4 separate regions of the Mus musculus genome follow, and all the other regions are linked to region 3. A link is a contact called in public HiChIP or PLAC-seq and promoter capture Hi-C data. All regions are on one chromosome and are shown on one strand. Each heading gives the region's core, a stretch centred on a gene start, on an enhancer-like site or on the middle of the called end of the contact. The rest is flanking DNA. Distances are from core to core; before and after follow the strand shown. Region 1 holds the start of Manf (mesencephalic astrocyte-derived neurotrophic factor). Region 2 holds the start of Zmynd10 (zinc finger, MYND domain containing 10). Region 3 holds the start of Arih2 (ariadne RBR E3 ubiquitin protein ligase 2). Region 4 holds the start of Cish (cytokine inducible SH2-containing protein).

Region 1 (4,847 bases), core at 2,267-4,766, 1.8 Mb after region 3:
GGAAGTGTCAAGGAGGAACAGGCCCGCCTGGCCTGGGAGCACGGCCGAGGGGAACAGTGAGAAGCAGAGAGGCAGCTGCACCACCACCTTCCATGAGCAGCTTGCCCAGGCACTCCAGGTCTGAGAAGCAAGTCCCTCCCAGGGAGCTAGAGGCTTGGCACTCAGGAGAAAGCCACCAGAGTCTCTGTTCTACTGCCGTGAACTCATGTTTCGCCATGTTCAGAGGCCACAGCAGCATGACGGGTTGTGGCTTCTTTCATTTTCTTTTCGTTTCCATTTTCTCTGGGTTTTTCTTTATGCAGTAGTTGCTTTCTTCCTCCTGCAGTTCCAGACCACATGGAGCTATATGGAAATATTGCACAGACATAATTGTTTTGCAGCATTGCAGAGTCCAGGAGTAGGAGCCCAGGCCCTCCCTCCAGGGTAGAGATTTGAAGAATGGAAATTGCACTAGGGGCCTCTTCCTTTGCCGTATGGACAGAAGCATTCTTGATTGCATTCAGGGATTGCAAGGACCACATGGACTACATGTCACAGGTGGACAGAGGGGCCACAAGCCGTTTTGCACAAATGCTTGCCCACCTGCCCACTCCTCCTCCTAGGAGTGTGCAATAGAGGGGCTGGTCAGGCACATGGTGGCCTAACTGCATGCCCAGGGCATACTGCCAGGCTTCCATGGGCCGGGCTGGTCTCTTATCCCACTTGGACGTTATTCATCACTTTTATTTTGGACCTTTCGCTCCTTTCCACTCAAAACACCTCATGATCTGCAGAAGCCTCCGTGGCTCAAAATGGACTTGAAAGGGTGATTATCTCTCGTCCTGGGGCTTGACTGAAATGAAGCTAGAAGGGCTTTCACTCCTGCAGTGAGTTAGGCCCCTTCCTTGGATTAGAAAGAGCTGGTGTGAGAGTGAGGCTGGAGTGTGGCAGGAGCCAGAGAACCTTTTGCTTTCCCAGGTGGCCCCAAATGCCTGCCGCTTAGAGCCTGAATCAGGGATTTTCAGCACTACCTCTGAGCCTTGGGGTTGGCTGCCCAGCCTGGCTTCCAGGCCCTGAGGATGTGTGGTCAGGTTCAGCAAGCTCCTGGGTTTAAAAATATATAAATAAATAAATGGTGGGAGGAAACTTCTCCTTTTGGAGGCAGAGAGCCACACAGGTAAAACTGTTATCTTCCAAGCAGCCAAGTACTGAGCCCTCCACTCCAAACCCATAGGGACTGCCCACCACTCAGGGTTCAGGACAGGCAGAAGGGCAGTTTTTCAAACCTCCCCAGTCTGTTAAGTAGGGCACAGTGGTGACTTTATAGGGAATTCTTTCATGTCAGGGCACTGACGTTACTCTTGGTATTATGGTGGGGGTATGGTAATATTTCACCAGGGTGCTTCTAAGTTACTTTTTAAAATAACTTGTCTTGAGGCAATTGTTTTCCTTTTATTTGCTTACATTCCCATCAGTGATGGCCATAAAACTGCCTTCTCCTTGATGAGCAGGTATGTTGCTCCCCTGTTCCCTTAACTAGTTGGCCTTCTGGCCTGCTATGGCCAAGTTCTGGCCCCAGCTGCTTATCCCTTCTCCACAATTCTTTCCAAACAGAAAAACCCATGGTCACAGTGTTTTTCTCTTAGAAACAAGTTTAATAGAACTGTCAGCAAATAACCTATAGGAAAAGAAAGAAGGCCCATTTCCGTTCACAGTATGTTGGGGCCCAGGTACCAACAGTGTAGGGCTTTCTGATACCCTCAGGATCATTCAGGCAGAGTGGAGACTGTTGAGGATGTAGGTAGGCCAATCCAATAGCCCCAGCACCAAGGGCACACACACCTGTTCCTGAGCCCAGACTCACTGGTAAGCTTGTTTCTGGACCGTCTGGGTTCACAGGTATGAGGGTCAAGTCTAGCTTGGGATGTGATTCTTAGGTAGGGCAGCTTTAGGTTTGTTTCCAGGCACGTCTGAACCTCAGTCCACGGAGGCAGCCAGTCATCACATGCAGACATCTCCTTTCTCCACTTGATGGCACAGGAGGTAGGGAGGGGAATGTAGGGTTAAGTTCCTTGACCTTGCTTTATGCAAAGTGAAATATATTTGTGTTACTTCTCTCCATTTTCCCCAACTGGATGAAATGGACCTATTCTGAATACTTTTTATTGAAAAACCAGCCAGTGTGAGGGAAATGGGAGGTCAGAGATCAGAATCCTTTGAAAAGATTGTGAAATACTGATTTTCATTGTTTAAAGCGTATTTGTAAATACCTATTTGAATGCTGTGTATTTGTACAGGAATTTGAGCAAAAAAATGTATAGAGTATGTCTAATTGGTAATAAGCCCTATAAATGTGTTTTTAACCTCTGGCATTCTGTGCTTATTTAAAACAAGAAAACTTCTAACCATTTCTTTTGTGTATTCATGTCTAAAGAAAAACTGACTTAAAATTATCTTACCTGTACCAGAAAAGTTAAAGAAAAAAATTTGTGCCAGTGTCCCAAGAGGCATTTTACTGTATATATTGTGGTAGCATGTTATAAATCCAACAAAAAATGTGACTTTTAGATGTAAATATCTGGCAACTGACTCCCCCACCTCCATCCCTTGACTGCTGTGATGTGAATTAAAGATGAATACCTGATATTGATCCACTGATTTCACTGAATGGGAGCATAAGTGCCCCTCTCAAACCCTTGTCGCCGGGCTCCAAGCCCTTTTAGCTCCAGATACTTTTCTGCACTTAGTCGGCCGCTCTCCATATTCCGCCTTCCAGGGCGAGTGGCCAAAGCCCTTGCACTTAGCATTAGGGCAGTCCAGGCGGTAATGTCTCCAGTTCCCATCCTCGTGTCTCCAAGAGTGGAGAACAAAACCTCCCAAGATCCCATGGCCTCCATTTGGAAGGTAGACCAACGCCTCTGCTCGCAGCCTTGCCGCGAGGTCCTCAGAGGCCCAGGACGGGAAACGACTAGGCAGGCCGAGACCTTTCGTTTAAGAGGTTCTGCCGTCTGACCCAGGTTAAAGCGGGGTCTGAGCAAGCCGGCGAATCAAAGTGGACGTTCCCCTTGATTGGCTCGGCAATCCACGTGGTAGTTCAAAACAAGGAACCGCTTCTGATCCATGCTCCCGCCGCCCATCCTACTGGCTATAGGGTGGCGCCAGAAATGCTGCTCTACGAGTCCGGGCGTCGGGAGGAGTGGGTGTGGAACCAAGACTCGGCATTCGGGTCGAGTCAATAGATTGAGAGGGTTCCGGGTAAGCAGCCAAAGCAGCTGCCCTAACCCAACATGGCGACCCGTGCACCTTCCCTCCGCACCCCTATGGACCGCCCAGGCTCAATCAGCAACCGACAACTGTCTAGGTCCCAGACAGCAGCAGCCAATGAGGGAGGGTAGCGTGGAGCCGCCGGTCTGGGCTCCTGGGCACGTGGACCAATGAGGATGCAGCATATGGGTGGGCGCGGGGATCGCACACCAATGGGAAGCTCAGGTTTCTGTTCCAGCCCACTAGGCGGAACACCGCGCCGGGTGCGGTTCATTCGCGCGGCGGCGGCGGTGGTGGAGACGGCTGAGGAGGATGTGGGCTACGCGCGGGCTGGCGGTAGCGCTGGCCCTGAGCGTGCTGCCTGACAGCCGGGCGCTGCGGCCAGGAGACTGTGAAGGTGCGGGGGACCGGATGGGGGCGGCCTGGCGGCGCTAAACCCAAGGAAAGCGAAAGGGTGGGAGCGACGGCCCGTCCCGGGGCTCCGCTGGAGAAAGGGCCTCACTTATTTCCCGGGCCTAGAGACGTTGACCCATTTAAGGGAACGCGTCGGTTCAGTAGCGTTAATAACTTGGCCGGAAGCCCACATCCCGGGAGTTTTTGTCTTCCCATCACTTTAGCGATTACAGGAAGGCATCCTGTGGGCCGCAACCGTCTCGGGGTTACTAAGCTGCACTTGGGGGTTCGATGTATTTGGAATGAGGAGCATTTTGATCATTTGCTTCAGCCTTCAATCTGTCCCTTATGAGGTCACAATGAGTTCCCTCAAGGACACGTGTCCACTCTAGACTTAAACTTGAAAAGAGCAGAGAGGGTTGTGTGTGGGTCACTTGGGTAATGTTCATTCCCAGCATGCAACTGGGTACAAGGACCCCAGCAACCTAAGGGCTCTGTGCACTTCTGAGTACCCGAGTTAAAAAAAAAAATTAATCCCTTCTAGCAAAACTGCTGACAGAGTTTTTTCCAGGGGAAATGGAGACTAATAATTACTTACCATCTCCTCCCTCTTTTCCAGTTTGTATTTCTTATCTGGGACGATTTTACCAGGACCTCAAAGACAGAGATGTCACATTTTCACCAGCCACTATTGAAGAAGAACTTATAAAGTTTTGCCGTGAAGCAAGAGGCAAAGAGAATCGGTTGGTAAGTAGCTGGTGACCCACCCAGCCTGTCCCTGGCTCTTGGGCACTGTCCACTTTGTGATGGGACTTGTATATATACTAATGTGAGGTTTAAGTGTTTTTATCCTCTATTTATTAAACATTGCTATAAGCTGAATATTGGTAAGACCAGGAGAGAAAATGACAGGCAACTGCAAGGCAGTGATGCCAGATGCCATGAAGGAAATAAGCTAGGAGAGTTGGTGGGTGGGAGCTGAGAGAGAAAGTAGTGGGTATCTACCTCTGAGGACAGGGAGTCAGTGAGGTGGAGTGAGCACAACTCAGGCAATGGGAGTGCCCAAAGACCAGAATGAATTTGGTGTGATTGGAACCAGAAGTAGTTGGCTAGGTGCCCCGAGATGGCCAGGGCCAAGTCAAGGTCAAGGACCCTGGCGGAGCATCAGCCTCTTGTAGCTTTAATTTCCATGGTAGTCTCTCATCGGAACT
Region 2 (5,172 bases), core at 2,207-4,706, 1.1 Mb after region 3:
GCCTGTAGGTTTCAGCCCACCTGGGGGAGGAGTCGAGAAGAGCTGAATGGACGGACCGGGCAGGTAGGTGCACAGAAGCACTAGGTGACCTTCCCTCCTTGGTCCTATGCACGTGACTTCAGCCACTCAGTGGACTTTACCTCTGTGCTTGTTGACGAAGATCCTTCTCCGAGAGGCTGAATACGTGCTGAAGCTGGTGCTTGGCGATAGCCTGCCATTTCCCTTTGTTCTCTCTCTCCAGGCGATCCCAGATTTCTGGGATCTAAAAAAGTGTAATGGAGACAGGGAGGAAGGAGCCGGAAAAGTGGACCACCGTCCCAAGCACTCCCAAGCATGTTCTAGGGCCTTACCTGTTCTAACACTAGGTCCTTCTTAGGGGGCTGGGTTTCAGCCAGGGACAGGTGGGCCAGGAAACCCTTCAGATCGGCAAGATTGGGCAACTGGTCGAGTAGTGTGTCAGTGAGGAAGGCCTGAAGCTGCAAGAGATCCAGGGAAGGCCATTGAGAAACTAACTGTTCCTAGCCAGAGGGCCAAGAGACAGGAAGTCCTGAAATTGGGCTGAGCGTCCTTGGAGGGTTTGCATCTTACCAGCTCCCCTGTCGATGCCTGAAGCCCAAGTTGTGGAAAGGGGACAGGGACAGGCCAGGATGCCCTGGGGGGTGGGTCTGGGCAGGGGGGCAGTGGGGCTGGGCGGGGTCATTGAGTTCTCCACCTTAAGCAGCTGTCCCTTGGCAAAGCTTGTAAGGCAGTAACGGGCTCGGGCCTCAGGGCTGAGCAGTAGATTGTACAGGGCGATCCATACTTGCCCATCCAGTTTATTCAGCTTTTGCTGCTCTGAGGGGGCCACCGTCTGCCATCGGCCACTCTCAAAATGCTGCAGCTTGCCTGGGGGAGGAGAAGGAGCCCACCGGATGCCGGTGGGTGTTGTGTTATCTTTGAGAGTGTGTGGTCCGGAGGACTGTCCACCACTGCCTGGCAAGGTTAGAAAGCCTGGGCCACCAGACGTCAGAACAAGGTGGAGTCTTCAACAAATGGTTCACAGGACTTGTCTGCCTCAGAGTCAAACTCTAGTCCCATCTCGGGTGAGGTATCCCAGAATCCTAAATGTGTACCCTGTACCCTTCACACTGATCCTGAAGGGTGTTCTGGAAGCAGCCAGTTACATCTTAGGCAAATGGGAGGGGGAGCCTTACCTCCTACCCGCCGGCTCCAGGGACTGTGCTCCAGCAGTTCCACCAAGAGGCAGGGCAAGTTGTGAGTCCTGAGCATGCGGTTCAGTGTGCTCAGGGAAAGGCTAGAGGTAGGGTAGAAGGGTGGTCAGCAGAGGCCACGGGCCAGGACACACAGCCCCTTGTTGTGTGCTCGCCCCCGGGCCTTGGAGGGTGGCCCACCTATCCACGCAGTCTGTGATGTAGCGAAGCACCGAGAGGGCTTTCAGGGATATCTCAAATTCCATCATCTCCGCCTGCTTTTGCAGCTCCTGATGGTGCGGGAGAGGGGGGTAGGGGCACAGGCACATAGCATTCACCCTGCCTGTGGAGGCTGGAGAGAACTCACATCGAGATTTTGTTAAGTCCAGGAAACCGTAGCTTACTTGCATAGGGGTACTGTCCTGGAACTGTTCTTCTTCAGACAGGTCACCACCGCCTTTCCGGGCCACTAGCAGTATCAGCTTGCGGTGGCAATAGTCTACTAGGTCCAAGACCTTGTCATCAGCTGACTCACACACCTCCTGGGGGGGTTCAGGGAGGGGATATTTCTGGGGTTCGATGCCCTCCCCGGCCGACATAGCCCACCAGGCTCAGGCCTGCAGAGTAGTGTCTCACCTTGTGGAAGAACACTGTCTCTAGGAGATTGATGATGGAGGCCTCATGGTGTACCTGTCGAAGAGGACGGGGCTGGGCTGAGAGGGAGAGACAGGGACTGGCTGTTAGCTATCTTTCTCGGCTCAGGACTCTGAGGGCCCAGCTCACCACCATGTATATGGGGAAGGTATTCTGGGGCTTGAAGTCCTCCAGCCGGCACAGCACAGGGAAAACCTTCTGTTTCCACATCTCCACCGCAATCAGCTCCTCCACCAGCGTTGGGATCTGCGGAGGACGGGGGAGAAGCAGGGGTGAAATGGCCCTGCCTTGGTCCCTCAGCTTTCCTGTCCCAGCTTTAGCCTGTCTTAAGTCTCCAACTCTCTTGGGTTTCCTCTGAATGGCCTTTACTGCCATTGCCCTCTTGCACCTTACCCCACCCTCCGTCCAGGGATACCCCACTTTAGGGCAGCTCTGCTCTTCCTGTCCTTATTCTGGTCTTTGTCACCTGGCCTTACTCTTACTTCAGCCCTTTACTGAGCCCTGTTCCTAGACCAATCCCTGCTACCCAGCTCTGCCTTTCTCTTGCAGGAGAACTAGGGCCGCCCTTGGCCCAGCCTCCAGCCAGGCATCTTTCCCGGCTTCTACTTTCTCCTAGTGTGCTACCTTCCCCATTTGGAAAGCCTCACTTCCTCCTTAGAGAGGATCTCTTTGGCCTTACAGTCAATTCAGGCTCATGTCAGCACTTGAGCACTCCCCCTGGAGCCTAGGATCCATGGCTCCATCCACTCTCGCATCCACTGAGGGTACAATAGGAAATGTAGCCAGCCAGGTACAGCGAGGCATGCCTGCAGCCCCGGCACTTGGGAGGCAGACACAGTTAGGCTAATGGCCATCTGGGCTACAGATCAACACCTTATCTCAAAATAAAACAAACATATTTTTCTTTCCCACTTAGGTGTACCAGGCCTGAAGGAAGAACAGGTGCTGCCTAGTGTCCCCAAGAGGTACAATAGAAGGCAGGAATCCTGCCTGGGACCTGGACGTACCTTCCCATGGTTGATTAGCAGTTCCTGGATGGGCTCAGCCTGGCTGATAGTTGCATCAAGGATGGCTTGCATGTTCAGCTTCTCCAGGCTCTCATGCTGCTTATTCCACCTGCCCCCGAAGGGATGTATGTACATTGGGTGACCAGATGTGCAACGGGAGTGAGGGTGGGGTTGGATCCTACTGAAGACTACCATGATCCTGTCCTGGGGCCAGAGGGGCACGGGGGCCATACGCTTCTATCTCAGAGAGCTTTGCCTACCCACCTGGAGGCCCCTCCACACTGGCAACCCCTTCTCCAATGTCAGTTCCAAGCTCCTCCACTAAAAGACCAGTGACTCCACCTGTGGCGGCTGCCTCACCCTTCAGAGCCCATCTCCCGAAGCTGGAAGCTGCGCAGGCCCCGCACCAGCACCTCAGCCTCCCCAGGCAGCAGCAGTTCCAGGTCACCCATGCCAGGGGCTAAGATTCCTTTGGTTTTGGGAAGCAACCCGAATAGGGAAAACTGAAACACTTAGGACTACAGAGTCCAGCGGTAGGACCAAAGTCTTGGGACAGGGCAGTTGCCAAGCCGTTGAAGCGCTTGAGTCGTCGTCGCCATGGAAACGAGGGAGCTTGGCGCCTGCGTAGTTTTGTCTCGATACCGCTCTTGCCACGCCTACCTCACCGCCAATAAGCAGCCCCAGATGCCAGACCCACTCGCCACACCTCCCCAGGGCTTGCACAGCTGTGAGTGTGCAACTCCTGCAGCTGCACTGTCTTAGCCCCTCAATAGGGTAGCTACCGCGGTCTCAGCAGCTGAGTCTTTCAGTTTTTCGTTTTTATGACATAGGCTGGCGTGGAACTTCCTATTTATACCGAGCTGGCCTTCAAATCAAAGGGTTCCACTGGCCTCTGTGTGCTCTGTCTTTCTAGTGCTGAAATTAAGGCATGCGTTACCAGGCTCAGGCCCGCAGCCAGGAGTCCTAATGATGTGCACCTAACATACCTCCCTCCAGAATGGCGCTGGCTCCCAAAATACCAGACCACAGCGGCTTACCAGGAAGAACCTTCCTCCCGCCCTCTCTCCTACCCACGTGCTTCATTTTTTTTGTCCCATTCTCTTTTATTTTAAAAACGTTTGTGTGTGAGCCATCTCCCCAGAACCCCATCCTCTCTTTGAGATGGATTCTCATTATATAGCCAAGACCGACACGGAGCTCGCTATAGAGCCAGGGCTGGTTTAAGCTTTCCTTCTTCTTGGTCGGCTTCCCCAGTGTTGTGGATTGAGGCGTGCACCACCGTGCTTGTTTTCCACGTCCCAACCTCATGAGCTTTCCCTGAGTTCCTCCTACAGGCTTTCTGAGACAGGGTTTGACTATGTCAGCCAGGCTGGCTTTAACTCTGTATAGTCCAAGCTGTCTTTGAACTAATTCACTTGTGTCAGCCTCCTTAGTGTTAGCATCACAAGCATGCGCCACCATGTTTGGGCCCTTGCCTTATTTCTTCTGGAATAGTCTTACTCCTTCAAGGCTCAGTCACTCAGATCCTCCTTGGCCATCTAATACAGAGCAATTTTTGCTCCTGTCCCAATATATTATATCCATCTTACCTGATTCTAGTTCTTTCGGTTTATAGGCCAGAGCAGTGCTCATAGCTGAGAACTTGCCTGTCTAGCATGCACAGAGCCTTGGCTTCAGTCCCCAGGACTGCATACGTGGGGTGTGGGAACATAAATCTATAATCCTAATTAACTAACTCAGGAGACCAAGGCAGGAGAATCAGAAGTTCAAATCAGGAAGTTCCAGGCCACTCTGTGCTTTATAACAGCCCGTCTTAGCTCCACCTCGTACTGACCGCCAAAAAATAAAAATAAAAAAACAAACAAACAAAAAGTTAAAAATCTAAGTGTGGCCAGGCATTCCAGCGCCCACCTTTAATCCCAGCACTCAGAGGCAGAGGTAGTCAGCTCCCTGACTGAGTAGGCCAGCCTGGGCTACGTAGTGAATCCCAGGACAGCCAGAGTTACATAGTGAGACTTTGTCTCAGAAAAATCAACCTCCTTCATCCCTCAAAACCCAAAACAAACCAACCAATCAACAAACAAAAACCTTCAGCCTGTTTGACATTTTTGCCCACTAGATGGCGCTCCAGCCAGCCCAGGCCAGTTGGCATGGCTTTCACATTCACTGGTCTTTAGTTGTTGGCTGAAGCAGTACTCAATATTCCACAGGATGAAACACATAACTTTATTTACAAAACCGAGTCTCACCCTCCAGACCATATGTACAACCATACTTGTCTAGCTCCAGTGGACCAAGGAGGCCTTAGTAGGGGCAAGTAG
Region 3 (5,173 bases), core at 2,336-4,835:
CTGAGCCTACCCATATCTCCTACCCATATCTTCTACCCATTGTATACATTGTATATAAATATGTACATGAATTGAGACAGTGTTTCTCTGTGTAGCCCTGGTTGTGCTGGAAGTTGCTTTATAAACCAGGCTGGCCTTGAACTCAGAGAGATCCAAATACACACACACACACACACACACACACACACACACACGTCAGGGGCCACCATAGGACAAGCTAATAACTAGCAGGTAATCTTTCAGACATGGTTTGCCTCAGATTAAAATAATCCATGACAGATTTGCTCCTATAGGCAAGGCCCAGGAGAAAATCATTTTTGGAAAGATTACTATTAACATGCTTTTCCTGTTATTATCACATATATAACAATCACTAGGTAGTGACCCACCATTTTGAGCAGATCTCTGCAGAACAATGAAGATGTGTTTTCTTGTAGTGATGTCTCAGCTGATGTCTCATGGCCCTCACTCAGCTTTTTGGGTATCTTGTCCAGGTTTAAGGTGTAGTACCATGCCACAAATTGGGATGAACTTCATGATGTTGGTTCAAACCTTGGACACTGGAAAGCCATATGTACCTATGGTATGGCACATGTAAGCTCAGGAGGTTGTAGGTGAGCCATTTTATGTTGCCGTACTGGAGCTTGAGGGTGAATCTAAACTTTTGAAAATATGTGTATGTGTGTGAGCCTCTGTGAGTATATGTGTACCACATTTGCACTTGAGCCTGTGGAGGCTAGAAAAAGGCAGTCCTGAACTTACATGTGGATGTTAGGAACTGAACTCGGGTCCTCTGGAAAGAGTGGAAGTGCTCTTAGTCACCATCCAGTGCGTGTACGTGGGAGGTACTGGAATCCTGAGGACAACTGTCCCACAGTACCTACAGTGAAACGGGGTTGGAATTGGTCCCGGGACTCCAAACCAAAACCCAAGGTTCCATGAGGTCTCTCATACAAAATGGGACTTGATAAGTGAGCACCCACATTCTGTAGTTTGCAGGTAAAATACTTCTACAGACGGACCGTTCCTCTCTAGTACTCACTGCAGTGGGTCTGTTACCAGTAACTCAAAGTCATCACTGGAAACTAGTTTTCAGGAAATATGATTTGGATCCTTCACAGGGACCATCGTGATATGCATATGTTTTGTCAACTCAAGTACCCAAGTTCACGGCTTGTCCAGATTTGTGTTCTATTGCTGTGATAAAGGCTATGACAAAAAGCAATTTGAAGAGGAAAAAATTTATCTCATCTTTTAGCTTATAGTCCCTCATAGAAGGAAATTAGGGCAAGAACTTGAGGCAGAAACCTAAGCAGGGATAAGGGAAGAGCATGGCTCACTAGTTTGATCCCATGGATTGCTCAGCCTGCTCGCTCTCACTTGCTTGAGCGCTCTCTCTCTCTCTCTCTCTCTCTCTCTCTCTTTCTCTCAAGATATAGTCTCTCTGTGTAGCCCTGGCTGTCCTGGAACTTGATTCACAGACCAGGATGGTCTTGCTGGAACTCAGAGCTCTATCTACCTCCTAAGTGCTAGGATTAAAGGCATGTGCCACCACTGCCTAGCTTTAGTTTCCAATCTTTTACTGCCAGGACCACCCATCCAGAGATGGCACTGTTGATAGTGGGCTGGATCCTCCTACATCAATCATTAATCAAGAAAATGTCTTCGTTACAGGCCAATTTAATGAAGACATTTTATCAATTGACGTGAATCTTCTCTGTAAAAGCAAGTGGCACAGTTTTTTTGTTTTGTTTTTTTGTTTTTTGTTTTTTGAGACAGGGTTTCTCTGTATAGCCCTGGATGTCCTAGAACTCACTCTGTAGACCAGGCTGGCCTCAAACTCAGAAATCTGCCTGCCTCTGTCTCCCAAGTGCTGGGATTAAAGGCGTGTGTCACCACTGCCCAGCTACTTTTTTTGTTGTTGTTAAAGATAATTACTGATCATGTACCTCTGGCTGCCTTGTTGGGCAGCCTGGCACTTAGTATGTAGACCAGGTTGGCCTGGAACTTACTTTCTTTTTTTTTTTTTTTTTTTTTCTCTGTGCAGTCCTGGCTGTCCTGGAACTCATTCTGTAGACCAGGCTGGCCTTGAACTCAGAAATCCACCTGCCTCTGCCTCCCGAGGCCTGGAACTTTCAATGATTCCCCTAGCCTTTGCACCCCAAGTGCTATTCTTGTTCTAGCGACTTTCAACATTTGATTACCCCTGATTTTGATTCATGACCCAAATTTGTAGATATTTTAAGTAGATTGTGTGGCTGCACACATGTGAGTTTGTAAGTTTTAGGTCTGTACAGAGCTTCAGGTTATCCAGGGATATATAGTGAGAACTTTTCTCAAAAAAGAAAAAAAAATTTTTTTTTTAATTTTCTGTTTACAAGTATGTGTGTGCCGGAAGAGGTTCAAAGAGGGCTTCGGATCCCCTGGACATTATCAATAGTGGGCAAGGACCTCAGGTTTCTGGAGAGAACAGCAAGAGCTCTTAATGGCCCAGCCAACTCCCAAGTCTCTTCAGTTATATTTTTTCCAAGAATTACATAAAAGAGGCTATTACACGGTCTTTTTTCTTTCTGCCTCACTTTTCCGGGTGTCTTGAATACCAATACATACACTCCAGAAAAGGTAGAACTAGGTTATCTACAGATTTGCACGAACATTGATTTACCTCACAGTGCCTCTGGCTTCACTCCAGTAATTAACATCTCGATGGAGTTGCTACTTGAGCGAGCCTCCTATCAGTCCACAACAAGGCTTGGTGACCAGAACTTGGTGACTGGAGTCCTAATGCAGTCTATATCGTGGGTAGAAGTTGTGCAGCGAAACACTTACGATGTATGAATCTCTGGGTCTGGTAATCTAGCAAGGCAAACCAGCCTTGGCTATATAGTGAGTTGCTTCTAAATATAACCACACCAAACAAAAAATACCCGTCGTGAAGGTGAGTGGAAGTCGGAGAAGTGGGTGGCTAGGGGGATAGTGTCATGAGAAACTAAAGTCTGATTGCTCATGGGCCAGAACTTCCTCCTAACGTACGTAGAAATTCCGAGTATGGCTCATGTCAAACCATAGTTGCCCGGAAACTATGATCTTTTTAACCTACTCCAGTGTTGCCAGAATGTCTTCTCACGCTGTTCGTCAGAGTATAAACAGTGAAGTGGGTAGACGTCTGGTCAGGGGAAAAAAAAAAAAAAAAAGCTAAAAATACCTCATCTAAGGGTCTGATGGCTCAGTGGGTAAAAAGCGCTTACTGCCACGCCTGACAAGTGTTTGATCCTCGAAACCCACATGGTGGAAGGAGAAAAACTGCTCCCGGAAAATTGTCCTCTGACCTCTTCTGCACGCGAGCCGTGCGACACACACAAAATACACGCAAGAAAACCTAAAACTAACTATCGAATAAAGACACTGGTAGGCTATAACGCAGGAAACAAATTCCTACATCATTCCTTCAAAAGCGAACGCTCAGTAGTTCCTCCCAGGGGCTCTCGCTAGAGGATGGTGAGGAAGCGATTCCAACCGACTACGCAGTCGTCAGAAGCCTGGGAGCCTCCAGGGCGACCGCAGGTCGACCCCTACCGGAAGTGACGCGCGGCGCAGAACACTTCCGGAGCTGCGGGGGACGGCTCTGCCGGAGGAAGCTGCGCGGGCCTGAGCCGCGTCCGCCGGCTGCCTCCGCTGCCGCTACGCCTCCGTCAGCCTGGTTTGGTCTGGCTTGACCTGGTCCGGCCGGCCTGGGCTCTGCGGCCGCGAGGTCGCGGCTCCCGGTAAGTGCGCGGCGGGAGTCGAGGCCTTGTTTACTCTTGACTGGCCGCCGGGAGGGGGGGGATCCCCGCGCGTTTCGCCGGCGCGGTCCGGGCTCCGCCTTCGCCGCCGCTTGCGAGGCCGGGCCGTCCCAGGTCCCGACGTTCCCCGCCGACTGATAGGCACTCCCGGAGGCGACAGCCCGCGCCGGCGGGTGCCTGGCGTCTCTCCTGGGTTCCTCTTCCTCGTTGGCTCTTTAGCTCCCCGAGAGGTCGGAGGCCAGGGCCTCTGGCCCGCGAGGCTCGGGTGCGCTCGGGCCTGCCCTTCTGGGCGCTCCAGGCGAACGCACCGCCTCGGAGGCTCCCCGTTTCTCTGGTGGTTGGGAGCTTTGGCAGCGCCAGCCGCACTGTTTGTTAACGCCCGTCCTGGGAAAGGGCCTCCCCGCGCGTGGGTTCCGTGTCCGCGCGAAGACCGGGGCGCCTCGCAGAGACGTGCGACCGGTCACGCCCGACGCCACTGGTCTAGCCTCAAGAGAGGCGGTGGTGTTCTCGGACGAGCTCGCCTTAGTTCTTCTGTTTGTTACTCTGTCTCGTAGAACTTTCTGTCGGCGACGAACACGTTCTAGACCTTTGCTGTTCAGTATGGTAGCCATTAAGCCACACACGGCTTTCGTGTTGACATGTATGTAGTTAGTATATCTGAGAAACTACATTTGACTTTTTAAAAGTAAACTAACTTTCAATAACTCCATGTAATCGGCGGCTACCTGCCATTATTAGGACAGATGCGGTGTCGAGTTGGTTGTTTTTAGACAGTGTCTACATAGTCATGGCTGTCAAGGAACTCACTGTGTAGACTGGGCCGAACTCGAACTCACCTGCTTCTGCCTCTCAAGTGCTGGCATTGAAGGCTTGCACTACCACGCCCGGGATGCTGCTGAGTTTTTAAACAAGTTGCTGATTCATATTTTTCAGCCAAGAAGTTTTCTTCGAAATGTAGTTAATAAATGACTACTGAGGGCCAAGTGTTACAACTGGAGTTAAACATCTGTGCGACTAGCCAATTTTTTTGTGTTCCTGTCAACTTCAAACTAAAAGGTCTTTATCCTTTTGTATGTGGCCATGTCTTGGAAACCAGCTCAAAATGAGTGGCAGGTTTTTTTGAAGATGACTTTAACTCTTGGAAAAAGTACTAATTTTGTACCATTTCTCTCTGAGATAGTCATATTTAACATCTTGAATACTTTGACATTAAGAAAATAACACATTGGCCCTTTGAACAAAGTCAGGATTCAGTTTTCTTGCGTGCTTTATTTTGAGACAGTGTCTCCCACTTTTTTTTTTTTTTTTTTTGAGACAGGGTTTCTCTGTATAGCCCTGGCTGTCCTGGAACTCACTCTGTAGACCAGGCTGGCCTCAAACTCAGAAATTCA
Region 4 (5,279 bases), core at 2,022-4,521, 1.4 Mb after region 3:
CAAGATCTAGAGTGGGCAGATAGGCAACAGAGGTCTCACATGTTCTCCACTTTTAGAAAAGTCCTGTGACTGCTTTCTCCAAATATACAGATTTTTTTTTTTAAAGCAAGGTCTCACAATGTAGCCTTGGCTGACCTGGAACTTGTTATACAGACCAGGCTGGTCTCACAGTCACAGAGATCCACCTGCCTCCGTCTCCCAAATGCCACCCACACCTAGCTCCTAGATATAAATCTTTCTTATGCTTTTGTAGTGCTGGGAATTGAACTGAGGCTCGTACATGCTAAGTAAGAGTTCCGCCACTGAGCCACATATACCCTCACTTCACAGAACCTATTCTAAAATATTCTTTTCTATTCTCCTACCCTTATATACTACTCTCTATACACCTATATACAAATTAACCTGCAACCTGTATTGCCCAAATCACTGACCATTCCCCACAAGCCCTTTCAACATTCCTACCACAAGAATGGGGAACCTGTCAATCCAAAAACTGTCTCACAGTTGTGTCCCTCCCAGCTGAGGTAGCCTGTTAAATGCCACTCTACCTGGTAGAGTCACAGAATGAACTAGGGTGGGGTTCTCAGGGAGACCTCAAGATTAGCGTAGAAAGCCTAAGGTTACATAGTAGCTCCTGGTCAATAGGAATATCTGTTGGGGGTGGGGGACCACAGTGCCGCACTGGCTAAGACGTAAAACAAGCTTCTACCCACTCCGGCCAGATTCACATCCTGGGCTCTGCTCCTCCCGGCTGAGGGAAGGCAGTGTCCTCTAAAGGCATTGATGAATTTTATCTCTCATAAATAGGAGCTCCTACCAAAGGGCAGGTTACTCAGCCCACATTCCAGACTCCACCCTATGGAGGCACCCTATGAGTGCCTCGGCCCTGCTGTTGTAGGATTTTTATGTAAAATCTGCTCCTCTCTGGGTTGCAGTTTCTCCGCCTTCCAGATGATGGCCTACTTGCCCTGAGGGGTTTGGGCTGGGGTTAGGGTAAATCTTCCTAGCAGAAGCCCACCCAGGTGGTGACCCAGGGTCCCTGCATCTGGTGGGAAAAAATAGTTGGCTCTCTCTAATTTCTAATAAAATATGTCCCCAGGCCTCAGTTTTGTGTCTAGTCAAAGACCTCCAAATAATGAAACCCTAGGTTCAGCCCACACTGGCTGGGAAAGGCAACACTGTATCAGGTATTGCCGGTAAACAAGGGGTGGTTAGGAGCTGCTAGCAGTCGGCAAGGACAGACGCCAGACCTAACAGTGGAAGTAGTGTTTAGAAGGTCATAGTCCTGTGACCACTCAGGAGAGGGGTGACAGGCTCTGGCACCTATAGCCTGCCAAGGGTTTTTCCCACACCCGCTCTTGACCCAGCTATGAGAGCCCTGGAATCCCACTTAGTGAGTTACAGGCAGAATTCTGAGGCGACTGGCTTGTTGGGGCCCATAGCTTGATCCAGGTTAGGGAGTCATTTCATGGCCTCTGTGGCAGGTACAACCAGACAGCTTAGTTGGATCCCTTCCATAGGTCCCACATGTGTATATAGTAGGCACCTCTGGGGCTAGTATGGTATCTAGGTATAGAATGACGATGCTAATCCCCAAATGTTGCTGGGAGGGACTAAATATCTAGGGAGGGGTGTGTCTGCCACTGTGTCATCACGGTGGGGGTGAGGACTGGTGTGTTCCAAGAACCTGTGTGTGCATGTCTTGGAGTCTAGCCATGAAGTTCCACCTGAGAACACATGCCAATAAGATGAGCCGAGCCAAGGGAGGCTGGGATACATGGGCTTGTTAAACAACTTGTTTCCCCAATACCCCAACACTGCTCCTGAGGTTCCCATGGGCCTTCAATTAAGGCAAAGTCAAAGAGGCTCTGGGGACCCAGAATGGAGAAGTGGGGGCACCCAAGAAAGGAAGGCAGGGTGCAGGGAACTGCCGAAGAGTCCGAAAATTCAGAGAATAAAAGAACATGGTAGGAACTACTAGGGAATACAGTCTTCTCAACAGCTCCATGAATGTCCTCTTCCTGGGACTCAGAGCTGCTTAGAGCAAGGGCATTTCAGCCTGGCCCCACCTTCCACCCTTCCTCACTTGGTACCATTCCCATGTCAGTTATAACAATTACTACTGGATCACAGATCTCCCTGGATTTGTCACACACACACACACACACACACACACACACACACACACACACACACACACCTCTCTTCTTGGGTTTTCCTGAATTCCTGACCGATCAGTGTTTGAAGGGGACGCTGAAAGCTAGGGTAAACAGGTGTTCCGAGTACACTCTACCGAAGCCAAGACTTTGTTTTATTAAAGCCCCACTTTCACCATGGTCCCATATTCCATGTCAACGGGAAACCTTGGAGAAGGCAGGCTGAAGTCTTTATCACACTGAGACATCAATCTGAGCTAAGAGACGGAGTGGGGTGCTCCTAAGGGGTGTTGTTTATTAGGCGCCGGCCTGGGAAGAGTCAAAGACCTCAGGCTGGCTTCCTAAGAACCTAATCGCTGACCTGGGACGGAGGAATGAACTTCTGAACACAGAGGGATCTAAGGGCTGGCTCAAGGTCACCGACAGGTACGGAGCCAGAAGGCTAGGTAAACTATGAGCTCAAATTGAGTCTAGACTTGTGAGCCCCGTCCTGGAGAACCTCTTACAGTTGGCGCTAGTGAAATCTCAGGAATGGGGGCTCCTCCCACCGTTCGCGGGCTCCGTTTCCCTATCCATACGAAGTGTGTGTGGGTATCCTAGGCACACCACTCGAAGTCCTTTAGCCCTCCATCACCTCCAGTCGGTCAAGCCCTCCCAAATCCCGCAGCTAACTCGAGGCCTGTGATCTTCCATATCTCCCGCATGGAGCCTAGGTAGGGAAAAAAACTGAGCTTACCCCTGTACGCAAAGGACCATGTCCCAGAGACAACGGCGGCTCGAGAGTCGGAGTTCGGCGGGATGGAAGGAGAAAGGAGCCAATGGGTGCCAGGGGTGCGAAGGTCAGGGTCCCGGGGCACACGGGCGGCGAGCAGGGACTGAAAGGCTGTGGTGCGAACAGCTTGGAAGGACGAGGGGGGACGGGCTGGGCCGGTGGGGCGGGGCCAGGCGCCTCCTAATCTTTTGTCCGCTGCGTCCCAGCCCTTCCCGGAAGCCTCATCTTCCTAGAACCGCGGGCTTTGCGGCGGCCCGGAGGGGAACGGGGGTGCAGGCGTCTAGTGCTTTGGACCGAGAAAGGAAACACCTTTGACAGATTTCCAAGAACTTTCCAGGAAAACTGGGCGGGAGCTCCTAGAGTTGACCAATCGTATCGCTGGACGTGAGACGAGCATCTAGACCGACCTATTGAAGTGCAGGGACCCTGAACTGACGTGCCCGAGTGGGGCGGGACCTAGAGACTAGTAGGCAAAAGACTGGGTTGGGGACAAGTTAAGAAGGAATGTGGATGCAACTGGAGACCAGATTGTCTTCCCTCTACTTCTTTGGGGATGGGTGCGCTTATCCCCCCCCCCCTAGAACTACAGCGCGGGGGCAGGGTCGGGCCGGTCCTCTTAGCCAGCCGCTTCTAGTTTATCGGACGTTGTCTCTGGCGGCCGTGGTCTCGCTTATTGCAGGACACTGTGTGAGAAGGTGGGTGGTGTGCTGTGAGATCTGGAGAAAGACTTAGGGAGAGGCCTGGAGCCCTGAAGAGGACGGAAGAACTAAGGAGGTCCACTGTGGCCACTACAGCTAAAAGAGTTCAGGTTACATCTAATCTTTTGTAATCAAATGATCTCATCCCTTCTTTGCCTAATCTCTGAGTGGACCGACAGTTGGGGAAATTACCCTCTTGAGTCAGTAAACAGAGATAGTCAGCTCCCAGACAGCCCTGTCGATGGCTTGTTTGTTTTTGTTTTAAAATTGAATTCAGACTACCTTGGAGCTCAGTTTGTAGACCAGGCTGGCCCCAAACTTCTGAGTACAGGTTTACAATGTGAACTTATAGGCTAAGTCACCATATCTGGTTTACCAAGGAGCTGTAGGGTCTATGTGATCTCCCTCCACATCCACGGTTCAGGATATGGGGAGATAAGATCTGGAGAACCAGTACACCCACTCCTTCCACACACGTCACACCACCCACGTTCCTCAGAAAGGGTAGCTATAAGATTCTTGGCAGCGATGACAGGCTTCTGGCAGTGTCTAGAATCTGAGTATAGTGACTGGGCTTTCCCCAGCCCAGGCTAGGCTCTGGGTGCCCCACCCAAGATAGAGAGCTAAAGATAAAACCCTGTGAAAAGGAAGGAGTTCTTAGGGAAGATAAGAGATTACTCCAAGGGACTCAGTTCCCCGTAGGTGCCCTGGAGGGGAAGTTAAGTGTAACCCAAGCAGGGCTCCCAGAATACAGCAAGAAGCCAGTTTCTTGGAATATGGGTAGGATGGAGTAGGAGTACTCTGAGAACATGGGATCCCTGTATGTATGCATACTAACTCTTCAGTAGAAACTGTCTGTTGCCGCTTTGCTATGAAGATACGGGGGATTTCACAGGTGTCATGCAACAGAGCTGTGGTTTTCTTTTTATTTACTTACCCTTTCCTTTCCTTTCCTTTCCTTTCCTTTCCTTTCCTTTCCTTTCCTTTCCTTTCCTTTCCTTTCCTTTCCTTTCCTTTCCTTTCCTTTCCTTTCCTTTCCTTTCCTTTCCTTTCCTTTCCTTTCCTTTCCTTTCCTTTCCTTTCCTTTTTTTCCGAGACAGGGTTTATTTATCTTTGTAGCCTTGGCTGTCCTGGAACTCACTATGTAGACCAGGCTGGCCTTGAACTCACAGAGATCTGCCTGCCTCTGCCTCCTGAGTGCTGGGATTAAAGATGTGTGCCACCACTGCCTGGCATGATTTTCTTTTTTAAATTGTGTGTGTGTGTGTGGTGTGTGTGGTGTGTGTGTGTGTGTGCGCGCACGTGTGTGTTTTCATGTGTTTGTAGCCACAGTATTCACACAGAGTCAGAGGATAACCTGAGGGAATTGAGGGAACCACTTCTCCCAGTCCACTCTGTGGGTCCCAGGGCCCAAAGTCAGGTTGTCAGGTTAGTGGCAAGCACCTTGATCTGTGGATCTCTTTCGCTGGACCCCAGAGCTGTGATTTTGAACTTGGATCTACCCCTTTCAAGTGGGCCTACTGAACACTTACCTTGTGCCAGACACTCAGCAAATCCTAGCTTCACCTTGCCCTCACAGCTACCACAGATAATGCTGCCTTGTACGTGAGGAAACTAAGACACGGCTTCCAGTGTGCCTTGGGGAGAGAA

Evidence for each region. Promoter capture Hi-C pulls out the DNA fragments that hold promoters and counts their contacts. HiChIP or PLAC-seq counts read pairs in DNA pulled down with a chosen protein or histone mark. Capture Hi-C pulls out chosen DNA fragments and counts their contacts.
Region 1: an H3K27ac HiChIP or PLAC-seq map of double positive thymocytes shows a contact between it and region 3, with 7 times the contacts expected there. The contact joins the promoter of Manf here to the promoter of Arih2 in region 3. A contact is called at or near these places in 2 of 39 promoter capture datasets (erythroid cells and pre-B cells) and 3 of 115 datasets of contacts at active chromatin or transcription factors (astrocytes, double positive thymocytes and large pre-B cells).
Region 2: a contact with region 3 is called in a promoter capture Hi-C map of adipose tissue, with 2.3 times the contacts expected there. The contact joins the promoter of Zmynd10 here to the promoter of Arih2 in region 3. A contact is called at or near these places in 2 of 115 datasets of contacts at active chromatin or transcription factors (regulatory T cells and thymic regulatory T cells) and 2 of 9 other capture datasets (adipose tissue and liver).
Region 4: a contact with region 3 is called in a promoter capture Hi-C map of erythroid cells, with 12 times the contacts expected there. The contact joins the promoter of Cish here to the promoter of Arih2 in region 3. A contact is called at or near these places in 2 of 39 promoter capture datasets (erythroid cells and pre-B cells).

The regions. Positions count from the first base shown.
Region 1 is chr9:106,890,607-106,895,453 of GRCm38.p6, reverse strand. Manf (mesencephalic astrocyte-derived neurotrophic factor) reads left to right here and starts at 3,516. Exons shown (of 4, transcript NM_029103.4): 1 at 3,516-3,640; 2 at 4,256-4,383. The coding sequence starts at 3,556. It overlaps Dock3 (dedicator of cyto-kinesis 3), which reads left to right. Exons shown (of 53, transcript NM_153413.2): 53 at 1-2,629. The coding sequence ends at 60.
Region 2 is chr9:107,545,588-107,550,759 of GRCm38.p6, reverse strand. Zmynd10 (zinc finger, MYND domain containing 10) reads right to left here and starts at 3,456. Exons shown (of 12, transcript NM_053253.4): 1 at 3,212-3,456; 2 at 2,852-2,960; 3 at 1,974-2,090; 4 at 1,827-1,880; 5 at 1,595-1,732; 6 at 1,392-1,480; 7 at 1,194-1,294; 8 at 713-885; 9 at 351-476; 10 at 141-262; 11 at 1-20. The coding sequence starts at 3,303. It overlaps Gm34106 (predicted gene, 34106), which reads left to right. Exons shown (of 2, transcript NR_168657.1): 1 at 1-63; 2 at 2,761-3,192. It overlaps Nprl2 (NPR2 like, GATOR1 complex subunit), which reads right to left. Exons shown (of 11, transcript NM_018879.2): 11 at 5,054-5,172.
Region 3 is chr9:108,647,820-108,652,992 of GRCm38.p6, reverse strand. Arih2 (ariadne RBR E3 ubiquitin protein ligase 2) reads left to right here and starts at 3,585. Exons shown (of 16, transcript NM_011790.5): 1 at 3,585-3,764.
Region 4 is chr9:107,294,651-107,299,929 of GRCm38.p6, reverse strand. It overlaps Cish (cytokine inducible SH2-containing protein), which reads right to left and starts at 3,271. Exons shown (of 3, transcript NM_009895.4): 1 at 2,896-3,271; 2 at 1-6. The coding sequence starts at 2,915.